Linked DNA regions of Gossypium hirsutum: region 1 is linked to region 2. Evidence: chromatin contacts called from public Hi-C data. All regions are on one chromosome and are shown on one strand. Each heading gives the region's core, a stretch centred on a gene start, on an enhancer-like site or on the middle of the called end of the contact. The rest is flanking DNA. Distances are from core to core; before and after follow the strand shown. Region 1 holds the start of LOC107960091 (protein SMAX1-LIKE 6). Region 2 has its middle 59 kb from the start of LOC121229127.

Evidence for each region. Hi-C and Micro-C count contacts between places; a contact is called where the count stands out from the background.
Region 1: a contact with region 2 is called in a Hi-C map of leaf, with 2.2 times the contacts expected there. The contact joins the promoter of LOC107960091 here to the enhancer-like site in region 2. A contact is called at or near these places in 8 of 34 Hi-C or Micro-C datasets (anther, callus, fibers and 2 more).

The regions. Positions count from the first base shown.
Region 1 is chrA05:43,585,135-43,588,651 of Gossypium_hirsutum_v2.1, forward strand. It overlaps LOC107960091 (protein SMAX1-LIKE 6), which reads left to right and starts at 2,037. Exons shown (of 3, transcript XM_016896303.2): 1 at 2,037-3,517. The coding sequence starts at 2,365.
Region 2 is chrA05:43,515,679-43,519,266 of Gossypium_hirsutum_v2.1, forward strand. No RefSeq gene overlaps it. Among protein-coding and RNA genes, the nearest start is that of LOC121229127, 59 kb to the left of the region's middle. Within about 2 kb of position 2,318, at least 1 of the 9 cell types and tissues checked has an H3K27ac peak or open chromatin away from gene starts, as enhancers often do. A contact at or near this core is called in leaf, where this site is marked.

The DNA.
Region 1 (3,517 bases), core at 787-3,286, 69 kb after region 2:
TTATTTTGGGTTTAGAGTATTTTGAAAGTGTTCAGGATTTTCGAAAGAAATTCTTAGGTAATTTTAAGGGGTCGGGGATGTGATAACACGCCTCAGCACACTTACATTTCTGAACCATGCCAAGTAACCATCAACTGTCGTCGTGTCCACTGAGAAAAATTATTCGCGAACGGGTATGGACTGCATCCTAAGATCCCATACGTCGATGTGCTCCACGTGTCGCACCGACTAGTCAATGTTGTCCTTCCCCCACATGTCTACCTTGTGCAAATCCTTCAGATATTGCGGTGGCGGCGAAATTCGTTGCCTCCACTTGAACTGCCACAACACCCTATTTATTTCATGCATTTCCACTCTCGTGTACACTATCAACGACACCTTCACATCCCACATCTGCTGATTGCGCAACACTTCCGACGGAATACAGGATATGACATCGGTGTTGGCGTACGACATCCATTCAAACTGATAAGAAAAATTGTAAATATCGTTATTTATGAATTTCTTTTTTACGAATAATTACGTAATTAATATAGGTTCGAAAGAATAGGTAACTAACCTCGGCTTCATTGATCTAACAACAGCCTAATATCTTTTATTACCTTAGGCAGTCCCATGTAGCTCGGCCCATGGTTCCACCTGTACAAGCGATATGTTAATCGAAACATATAATAATAAAAATTATTGTACAAACTATGTATTTGTTAATAAATGATGTTTACCTCGTCACCAAGGGGAACATTTATAGGTCGACCACATTGAGATGTAAAAATGGTAGTCTCCACCAGGCCCACGACTATAGCAGGAGAAAACAATCACCGATCGACGTTGACCTCGGGTTCATGGCTCGACACATCTCTCGATATAACGTGGACAATATTGCAGATCCCTAACTTAGTTTCACGCAACCATTGAAGCCCACTAGATGTAGTAGCCACCTTACATGCACCAAATTTTGAGATTTGTCGTGCATTAAAATTCCCCTGATTAACCTCAAGATGTATGCTTGGGTGTATTGTTGTATCACCTCCTTCGTTCGATCTTTAAGGTTTTTAGGGAGCTCATCGAAATTATCCTTCAACTAGTTCATCAATTTTCAACCACCTTCGAACTTGTCCGAGACCTTCTTCAACAGTGATTGGCAGAGGGTCACTTTGTTCGGAACTATCCTAGATCCCGTGCTGACTGGTCCATCCACTGGCAAACCAAATTGTAGCGCTATGTCTTCGAGTGTGATTGTACACTCGCCGCATCGAAGGTGGAAAGTGTGTGTTTCGGGCCTTCATCTTTCCACTAATGCGCTAATTAGTTGCAAATTGAGTTTGTAGTCCCCGGACATGCTAGACGCATGTAAGAAAACAACCGCTTGCAAGTGGCCATGAATTTCAGGAATTACATGCTTTCTTATATTATGGATGAAATTATCCAGAACAGGATCATCTGTTTATTTACACAAAAAATTATAATTATAATAAAAAATTAAATTTAACATTATTGAAATTAACGAAATTTAAATTTCGGTTTTACCATTACTAATTAGGCAGCAGAAATATACTTGTCGTTGAATCGGATTAGAAAGGCGGTCATTCATAAAAATGAGATAATTTAAAAAATAAAAATTTTAATTAAATAAAAATATTGAAAATTTTTAAAAACAAGAGACTTGAGAGGGTTTGAGAGGATTGAGAGAGTTGAGAGAAGGATGTGAATGAAAAAATAAAAATTGAGGGGTATTTATAGGGTAAAAAAAGTTACTATTAGGGTTTTAAATTTTTTTTATCATTGGCGATAAGTTAAAAAAACTGTTGGGATTTACAAAGTGCGACTAATTAAGGGCGTTTTCTAACTAAATCGATCTATATCCCTAATTAAAATAAAAACCGACCCAAAACCTTAAGTTTTTTAGAAAAAATAGTCCTATAGTCGTTATTTTGCCATAAAAAATATTAAATATTAAAGTGTTAATTATTTCAAAAACAAAAACCAATTGTTTAACAAGTTTAAAATTGAAAGAAATCATATTTGTAGAGAGGAGCATATACGCATAAAAGAGAAAAAGGAAATCCTTTTGTGTATATAGTAGAGAATCTAAATTCACCACCTGTCGTTCCAAATGATCTCCTCCACAGTGGACCCCACTAACCCCCGACTTAGACAGCCAACAGTTCCCCTTTAGAGGGAAAATAAATAAATAATTAATTATACTATTGTCCTCCATAAAAGTCCCTTTTTCTTTTATAAAAAAAAAAAAATCTCTCCCTTGCACTTCTGATAAACAAACAAATATATATTTTTAGTTTACCTTCTTTTTTTCCTTTTTTAATCAAGAAAAAAAAAGTTTTTGGCTTTTTATGATACCCGGCGATGCCTACGCCGGTAAGTGTAGCGCGGCAATGCTTAACGCCAGAGGCAGCTCACGCGCTAGACGAGGCGGTGAGAGTCGCGCGACGGAGGGGACACGCGCAAACGACCTCGCTCCATGCCGTTTCTGCTCTTCTCTCTCTCCCTTCGTCCCCGTTACGTGACGCCTGTGCACGTGCTCGTAACGCGGCTTACTCCCCTCGCCTCCAATTCAAAGCGTTGGAGCTTTGCCTTAGCGTGTCATTGGACCGAGTCCCCTCGAGTCAACTCAGCAACGACCCGCCCGTCTCCAACTCGCTCATGGCCGCGATAAAGCGGTCTCAGGCGAACCAGCGAAGGCAGCCCGAAAATTTCCACCTTTATCGCGATATGTCGCAGCAAAATCCTTCCAGTATCTCGTGTGTCAAAGTGGAGCTCCAACACTTGATGTTATCCATCCTGGATGACCCTGTTGTTAGTCGGGTCTTCGGCGAGGCGGGATTTCGGAGCTCCGAAGTCAAGCTGGCAATCATCCGCCCCCTCCCTAATCTCCTAAGATACTCTCGACCACGTGGCCCACCGGTTTTTCTTTGCAATCTAGAAAATTCGGATCCGGGTTATGAAAACACCAGGTTTCCATGTCATGGCGGCTTCAGTTTCCCGTTCCCGGGTTTTGCATCTTTTTATGGAGGAGAAGAAAACTGTAAGAGAGTAGGAGAGGTTTTGGCGCGAAGGAGGAATCGACTACTTGTTGGTGTATGTGCAAACGATGCACTCGCCAATTTCACTGATTGTTTGGACCAAAAAAAAGATGGCTTCTTGATTAAAGGTATTTCGGGGTTAAACATAATTTGCATCCAAAATTATATTTCCAAGTGCACTACTAATCAAGGCTTTAATAAAGGGGAGATGGATTTAAAATTTGAAGAAATGGGTCGGGAAGTTGAAGGATCCGGATCCGGGTTGGTGGTGAATTACGGGGATCTGAAAAATCTTGTCAGTGACAAGAGTGAAAAAGATGATGATGATGATGATGACGACGACGACGACGACGACAAGGTTGTGGATGAAGATGGGGTTAGTTATGTAGTTGGACAGTTAACGAGGTTATTACAAGTTTATGGAGGGAAACTCTGGCTGCTGGGAGCTGCAACAAGTTACCAGACATATTTGAGGT
Region 2 (3,588 bases), core at 1,068-3,567:
GATAACATAAGTTATCCTTATCCTTTGAAGAGTTATCTTAAGAACTATTATTGTTCTCTTATTTATTACTTGTTCCCACTTTTAATGGTCTATGATTATATCTTTTATTTTCTTTATATTTACATTCACTTAAGGGAATGCAATAAATCTAGTAGGATAAACTTCTAAACGCCTCCATTGATTCTTTATTTCATAACCACCATCGCAAAACATGCGTGAATTTTAAATCAAAATATATCTATTCATGTTGTCATGATTAGTCTCCAATCGCATCCTCAATTATAACAATAATCATGATCTCTATATTTTCATTTTTCATAATTGTTATGTACTATTACATTCAATTCAGGAAATGAAAGCAAAACTAGTAGGAATAATTTCATAGTTTTTCATTAGTAACTTATTATTTTACTTAGCCACTAGAAGGTATGAGATTATTCAAAAATACTGTTAAATTCATTTTTACAATATTGCTACTGTAGGAGCACATTAGATATTTCAACCATATAGTGTAATGTATTCCTTCGGGGAATATATATAATACAAATACATTAGTATCTCATGTTATTTATATATATGGTTTTAATATAAAACACATGAATGTTTTATTCAACATATATCTTCTTGATCTAAAAAATAATATTATATTTTACAAAATTTTGCATCACAAGGAGCTAAAATATAAGCTCTTAAAGAGCTTTTTACAGTTTTTTTACAATATTAGCTCTTCAAGAGCATATAATCATTTTATTATATAACCTTAATGAATACTTAATTTATTTTAAATAAAATTTTATTTATTCATATAAAAATAAAATGAATAGGTATAAATAAAACATATAATAAACGTAACAAATAATAAATTCATGCCAATAATAAATCATTGTGGTTAGATAATATATATTTTATATATCACACCACAACAAAATACAAAATATTATAATGTCAAATTAAAATAACTTTACAGCCATAAAAGTTTAAACATAAACATTTTCTAACATCCACCTCTTATGACATAATTTCATCTCAAATCTTACAATGATATAAAATTATCATAGATAGGGTGAATATCCCAAAGTTCATGACAAGTAAGTATTTTTACTCACATTCTACAATAATCATATATCTTAATCAAAATTATAATTAAACCAATCAATTCTATTAAAAATAAAAATAAAAATTATCTCTATATAAAAATCCCAATAACTAAATTCATGAAGGGTTTTATAAATTCATAGAGATATATATAGTGAATTATATAAATTGAACTTTTTAATAGAAATCAAATCAAATTTCAAAAGAAGTTAATTAGATTGACTTACGTTAACATGGATGAGAAGTAGTGATTATAAACATCCTTTGTAATGAAGAGAAATAAATCATCCCCAAGCAAATATCAAAAAGCAAACTTTGAGGGTGAACCTTACTTCTCGATTTCATATAGATAACGGTATCAAATCTTTCACCATCCTTAAGAACAAAAAGTAAAATAAGTTAACCAAAACAATAATAACATATAATAAAAGAAGAATGAAAAATAATAATCAAATATGAAATATTAAATAAAAGAAACTTCCTATAAAAATTTTGCATCTTGCTGTCAATGATATTGAAAATCATGAAGGATAAATTTGATTATCGGTAAAAGGAACTATCACTTTGAGCAATATCATGCTGATAACGTGTTATAAAATAAAGAGAGATGGAGAGAATAAAGAACAAAGAAAACATAAAAGCAATAGAGAATGTACTTTATTAATCAAAAAGGGTGATTACAATGCTCCATCAGAATCTTTATTTATAGGCATAAGAAGTATAAAAGAAGTAGAGATCTAATTCTAATAACTATTAGAATTTAAAGTACATTAAAATTTTATCTTGATTATGATAGACATTCACTTAATAAGATGTTCATAAAAAAATTATACTTTTTACGGCATTTTAAGTTTTTTCACTAATTTCAAAATATTAAAATTAAAAACATAATTTAAATATTTTCAGGATGAAATATAATTTAATAATAATAAATAAAGCAAAAATCCACACATTAGCAAGAAGAAAAAGAAATTGGAAGGGTTATAGTTGTGTGAAAGAAAGTGAGGAAAGGAGACAACAAAACTAAGACATCAAATCAAATACCTTTCCACACTTTCTCCTTGATTCTGTTACTTAGTCGTGAGAAAGAAGGAAGAAAAGATAAAACACTTTGACGGGGACACCCCCCCCCCCAATATTTTAATTAATATAATACACCACTTTTTTGCCTTTTCCTTTTTCTTTTAAAGCCATGTTTGGTTGGATACATGCATGGATGGTTCTCTCCGTTTTCTATTAAGATATTAAAAATTACTTAGATTACAACATCCTTAATGCCATATCTCCCATCCAAACATTACTCAAGGGAGAATTCTTGTTCTTTGTATTAGAAATCAGATTATATTTTATCTCTTGTATTCAAAAAATACGCAAACTAATTCATGTACATTAGATTAAAGAGAAAAAAATTATCTTTTCTATTAAAACTTCTATCAATTTGTACTATAAAAACTAGCGCGGTTGATAAAATAATCAAATAGTAACATGTAACATGCTATATGTATCTCATACTATCATACATGGACTAATGTTTAACAACAGAAATGAATAAATTTTTTAACAGAATAACTAATTTACTCTTTGATGGATTAATTTACCCAATTTTTTGAATAAAAAGAATAAAATATAATCTAACACTTAATACAAAGACCTCCATAATACTTTTTTCTCTTTCATAAATATCAAATGATATGTATAGTTAAGAATGAAAGACATCATATTATTATATTGTCAAACAAAACGACGTATATTGAATATGGAATTCAAATAACGTCCTTAATAAAAAAGAACCAATACTATACCCAAACATAAGTTGAGAGGGAAAAGGACTAATTTTTGGAGCCATTTTAACTTTGATATTCCAAAGTGATGATATGATGAATGGTATGTTTGTGGTGGTGGGTGTGGGGTTATTCTCCTCCTCCCATCACTTTCAACCTTTTTACAATTTAATCGATTTCAACCCACCCCACCTTTTTCCTTCTCTAACTTCTTTACCTATAACAACAATATTTCATCACTCCTCTTCAAAAATCGAATATTTTGGCCTCTCATTCTTCAATTGTGATTGGGCATGGTGAGTGACACCAATCTTTTTTTCCTTTTTTCTTTTTGAGACATAATTATACCTTTCCAAAGGGGAGAAAAAGTAAAAATACATTTGAAAAAGAATTAGTTTTGATATTTCAACTGATGGAAAACTTTGTTTCTTTATAACAAACTAGCATTAGATCCCCTCTTATGCTGGGTTTTTTTTCTTTTTTTTTCTTTTAAATTAAATTTTATTAAATAATAATTATCAACTTCTTTATTTTTAAAATGCAGTAATATTAATATATATATTTATTATTTTAAAATCAAATTTATTAAGATATTGGGTACAGATTAATTTAAATTAATCCAATTCTTCATTTTCAAACAAATCATGTTTAAAACCCAAATCATATTCCGGGTAAACATATAGATTAATTCAAATGCAGCATAAATAAAATC